Regions from separate parts of the Zea mays genome. Here region 2 is linked to region 1. The links are chromatin contacts, called in public Hi-C maps. All regions are on one chromosome and are shown on one strand. Each heading gives the region's core, a stretch centred on a gene start, on an enhancer-like site or on the middle of the called end of the contact. The rest is flanking DNA. Distances are from core to core; before and after follow the strand shown.

What was found. Hi-C and Micro-C count contacts between places; a contact is called where the count stands out from the background.
Region 2: a Hi-C map of endosperm shows a contact between it and region 1, with 2.7 times the contacts expected there. The contact joins the promoter of LOC100282023 here to the promoter of LOC107457590 in region 1. A contact is called at or near these places in 4 of 25 Hi-C or Micro-C datasets (ear, endosperm, leaf and 1 more).

The regions. Positions count from the first base shown.
Region 1 is chr6:125,790,246-125,792,945 of Zm-B73-REFERENCE-NAM-5.0, forward strand. LOC107457590 (ARM repeat superfamily protein) reads left to right here and starts at 1,257. Exons shown (of 5, transcript NM_001321602.1): 1 at 1,257-2,332; 2 at 2,415-2,529. The coding sequence starts at 1,553.
Region 2 is chr6:125,923,975-125,926,832 of Zm-B73-REFERENCE-NAM-5.0, forward strand. It overlaps LOC100282023 (peptide methionine sulfoxide reductase msrB), which reads left to right and starts at 1,542. Exons shown (of 5, transcript NM_001154936.2): 1 at 1,542-1,872. The coding sequence starts at 1,641.

The DNA.
Region 1 (2,700 bases), core at 7-2,506:
CTTTAATCCGAAACGAGTGGTGTGATTATTTTTGTTATCATCTTATGACTGCAGAGGTAGGACACCTGTGTGCGCATTGATAGGATTCAGTATACATACGATACGAGCTTCTGGTCTCCACTATTTTTTTTAAAAAAATATTACTATCTGCTTTGATGTAAAACACCGTTGTCCTGTGATTTTTTTTATCATCTTATGACCTATTATTAATAGTGGTAATAAGTAATTTCTTTGTTTTAATCTGTATCTTTAAACATTGTTTAATGTTTATAGCGGTAATAAGTATTTTCTTTGTTTTAATCTGTATCTTTAAACATTGTTTAATGTTTATAGCGGTAATAAGTATTTTCTTTGTTTTAATCTGTATCTTTAAACATTATTTTATCCTGTAGATTGTACTGTTCGCAGAGTTGAGTTTGAATATGGTCTATATGGATATGTTGTTGAGTAAGGTGCTAGAGATAGCCTTAGAAGTTATGTCGTTGAGAAGGCATTATGAATCATAATGGAAAGTATTTCTTGTCGAATGACCTCTTACCAGGAAAGCTCTCTCATTGCTGTCATCATACAAACTTTATTATTAGTTGGTTGTCTGGTTATGTTTAGAGATAGTAATAAGCTCTAAATTTTACACTATAAAATTTAAGTATAAGATCATATTTAGATTGAGCTCTATTTATCTTTATTTTTCAACTAAGATTAATTAAAGGATCAAACAAACGTTGAAAAAATTATTTAAATCGTAATTCATTACCGCTCCAGCTGTGCTAAAATCTAGTCTAATGCTAGCTGACACTTCTTCCATAAACACGACATTGGCCTAAGGAGGGGGGGGGGGGGGGGGGGGCACAATAACTACTCGTGACCTACCAAAAAGAAATATCTGGAGGATTGTAGCTGCTCTCACACTCGCATTTTTCACCGTTTGTCACATCGAACACCAACCAATCTTGCTAGGAGTAGGAGAGGAGTAGTATAGTGTGCCCAACTGGAGCCCAGAAATTAAGGTTGAGTTCGAATAAAGGAGCCTCCAAAATATTGTTCTGTCACAATAAACACGCCGTAGACGTTGTGAAAATTAAAATAAAAAATAGAATAAGCGTCCACAGATGACTCCGTGTAAACACATCTCCAGAAATGGCACCAATACTGCTATAGTGATGTGATACCAAAAAAAGCATCCAGCAGATGGCATCGAAATACTACTCTGCTGAAAAAAGACAATTAATTAATGCACAGCGCAACGCAGTCCACTCCCAACTCCCAAGATCTCATCTCTTCCCCTTCCGTCCTGCGCCCTGCCCCTGCGGCCTCCCTCTCCTACCCGGCAGGCAGCCAGGCACCCATCCCTTCCACGAGCTATTAGTACCCGCCACGCCATCGTCCCCGCTTCGCCGCCTGCCTCTCCGGACTCCCACTCTCCAAGCCACCTACCTTCCTACACCCAAGTAGGAGTACCTACCTGCGCAGAGCCCACGACGGCTCGGACTCCGCCGTGTCGACACCGCTCCTGTCGGAGCATCGAGGCTACATTACCAAGTAGTAGGAAACCATGGGCCCTGCGCCGAGGGAGCCCATGAAGCAGCGCGTGAACCGCTGCCTGCTGCGCCTCTCGGACCGGGACACGGAGGCGATGGCCGCGGCGGAGCTGGACGCGATCGCGCGCGAGCTGGACGCCGACGAGCTGCCGGTGTTCGTGGCCGCGGTCTCCGACGCGCGGCCCACCGACAGGACGCCGCTGCGGCGGCACTCGCTCCGGCTGCTGGCGCTCGTCGCCGGGGAGCACCCGCGGGACGCCGTCGCGCCGCTCGTGCCCAGGCTCCTGGCCGCCGCGCTGCGCCGCGTCCGGGACCCGGACTCCTCCGTGCGCGCCGCGCTCGTCGACGCGGCCCGCGCCGCGGCGGGCGCCGCGGCGTCGCCTCCCGCGGCGCTGGCCCCGCTCGCCGACGCCGTGCTCCACGAGCAGGACCAGTGCGCGCAGCTGGCCGCCGCGCTCGCCGCCGCCGCCGCCGTCGAGGCCTCGGAGCCCACCGACGACCTCGCCGCGTACCTCCGGGGGCTCCTCCCGCGCCTCTACAAGCTCCTCCGCAGCGCGGCGTTCAAGGCCAAGCCCGCGCTCATCTCCCTCATCGGCGCTGCCTCGGCAGCCTCCGGCGGTGGAGCCGCCTCCGCCGCCGTGCCTTGCCTCCGCGACGCGCTCACTGCCGACGATTGGGCCGCCAGGAAGGCTGCCGCCGAGGCGCTCGCTTTGTTGGCCCTCGAGCACGGAGACGACCTCGTCTCACACAAATCTTCCTGCATTACCGTCTTCGAAGCCAAGAGATTTGATAAGGTCGGGCGCATGAGATCTTCGGCATCCTCGTAGATCTGCTGCGGCTTCTTGACGATTCTGACACCTTCTTGGCACAATGCAGGTGAAAATAGTGCGCGAGTCCATGAACCGGTTGATCGAAGCATGGAAGGAGATCCCGGATTTGGATGAGGAGGTCTGCTCCTTACCATCGTCCCAGTCTAGATCTTCTCTCACAGGTGATGCGGCTATTCATGAGGGTCTAGTCACTATTTTCCCCCCTTTTGCTATTTGGGTGAATTAAGGTATGTGCTTGGTTGGGGGTTTGAACTGCATACCGTAAGCACGCTTAAAAAATAACCGTAAAAGACAGAAATAGTCTTTGCTTGGTAGTAAACCAAGAAAAAAAA
Region 2 (2,858 bases), core at 292-2,791, 130 kb after region 1:
GGTAAAAATCTGATGTGGCAAACTATTTGGTCTGTCTATATCATCCTATTATACTTGCTTTAATGAGAAATAGAGAGTTGTTAAATTGTGTGCCAAGACAAATTCAAAATGTTGTAAATAGTAGATATGGAGGAAAATATATGATGAATCGAAGTTATCAACACCATTTCCAATTATCAAACACATTTTTTTGTTCGTACCCACCATGCATGAATGCATGATATGTTTTGTTTTAAGGGCCTGTTTGTTTACCCCCCAGATTATATAATCTGGATTAAATAATCCTAAGAGGCAAACAAACAGTCCAGCTTATTTACCCAGATTATATAATCTAACCTCTTGGATTATGCTAATCCATAAGCAAGTGAGGATGTGCTTATTTCAGATTATTTTTTTCCCACTTCCCCACTACCCTTTCAAGTTTCCTAGAAATTACCCACCATTGCCATTATAATCCACCGAATCGTTTTTGCGCCTAGTACTAGTCAATTTGGAGATGAAGAAGGTGACATGAATGCCTTCCGTGATAATATTGCTAATGCAATATTTGCTAATGTCAATTGAATTATTTTTTTTCATATATGAGTTTCAACCTAGTACAAATATAGAGGGCATTCTTGTCTTCCTCATACAAAAGAATCCTATTAACAACTCAAATAATCTGGGTAAACAAATAAGACTACTCAGATTATATAATCCAGATTATATAATCCTCCAAAAATAATCCAGATTATATAATCCACGGAGGTAAACAAACATGCCCTAAATGTAGACAAATAATATTACAAACTGTGGGAGCGTTTTGTTCCAATGCAGAACCGAGCCGAACGTTCTTCCTGTTTTTTTCTGGGCGCTTACGCCCCAGCTGCGTGCTTAGAGATGCCAACAGGACCCGATCATTGATTCCTCGCAGGGAATTTTTGTATTATGGCTAGTTTGAAAACCTTATTTTTCGAGGGGTCATTTTCTCAAGGTAAGTTAGTTCATTTTCCTAAAATTTTTGGGAAAATGAGTTCCCAAACTAGTCTTTAGAGGATAGGATGAGGAAGTTTCTTCCCTGGAGAGATATAAACGAAAAAAATTCTCTTCCGACGGATAAACAAGAACCCGTTAAACTTACATTTGACAATATTTTTATATAATAGTTAATGATAAAAATAAATAATTATCTTAGTAAGAGATCATTCGTTATACAAATATATATAAATACGTTCATTTTAATGTACATACAATAATTTTTACATCTAACAATGTGTATAAGTGAGAATGTTTTATATTAATAACAAATAAAGACAAATCTAATTATAATTTAAGCAGGATAAGATCTTCGATAAGGATTTATCCCTGCAGATAATAAAGATAGAGAAGAAACGTTCTCCACAAGTATTCGTGGGGATCTTTACGGGAATTTTTTTTGTCGAGGGAACAGGAAGGAAGAGCTAAAACCCGACGATAAATTCCCGTTACATCCCTACGCGTTTGCGGTGTGCCGATGCTGCTCGGCCACGTCTCTCCATCGCTAACCACGGAAACAACCCCACAGGCTGCGCCTGGCTGCACGCACTGTTGTGTAGTTATTACCAGCATCGGTGGTGCGCCATCCAACAAGCATCAGAGCTCGGTGTCACAAAACCTGACCGATGGCGGCCCGGTGCTCCACAGCTGCCTCCGTGGTCAGAACAGGATCGCGAGACCTCTCCCCCTCCTTTTCCTTCACAGCCGCGGCGCTCCCCTCGGCGCGTCTGAGGCCGGTAGGAGCGTGGGTCCGCGGTGGAGGGTACACCTGCAGGCTCCGCGCCGTCTGCGCCATGGGCTCCGCGCCGTCGTCGTCCCAATCCCCGTCGCCGCACACGCCTTCAGGACAAACCCAAGGTGCCCTGCGGTTTTCTCGCCTCTTCTAACTTCCGTATTTTTCTACCGCAAATGATTATACAGCGTGTTCCACTTCTATCTGCCTTCGGTGTTTGGAGAAGTTGGATTCGACGGGTTTCCCCCGATGTGGATGACTTTAGATTCCCGGGTTACATATAAATTGTATTGGATGATGAACACCGATGCGAGGGGAATAAGAACTGATGTTGATTAACCTCTGCGGGCAACCACTTATTTCCTGAGTCTAATTGTGGCAAACCAGACAGTAGCCCTCCTAGGCTCCTACTTCAGTTCCGGACTTGGAATAGGAATTGAATACTTGATTTGAGAACCGTGCCAATTTATTGGGGCAACAATGGATGAAAATGGTGGTAGGTATCACAAGGCAACAAACCTAATTGTTTGTCATAAGTTCACACGGATTTAGGCCCGCTTGAATGCACTACAGCTAATAGTTAGTTGCAAGTAGATAGAGACATCCAAACAACACAACTAATAGTTTGGCTATTAGCTACTTTTAGTTGGAGACATCAAAACACCCCCAGCTAATAGTCCAATTAATTATTAGCTACACCCTCAACTACCCATTAGTTATTAGCTGGTTCAACCCAGCTAAAATTAGCTAATATTTAGCTACAACTATTTGTTAGTCAACTAATTTTACTAGCAACTTTTTAGGTAGCTAACTGTTAGCTCTAGTGCATTCAAACGGGGCTACTATTAGCCCCCTTCCCTTACTCTTCCAAGGGAACTCATAATTGATAACATAGGTTCAGATTATCAAAAATATTCTGATTTTGTTTTAACTAAGGGGAACAGGTAGCACAAGCAGCATATTCTTTTATCTGTCCCAAAGATATTAAAAGGCGATAGTGCGGAAATGCTTCTGGGATTTAAACTTACATGATTGATGCCCTTTTCCAGACAAGTCATGAAATCTTGCATCAAGAGAAATGAAGTGGCAATGTCAAAAGGCAACAAACTAG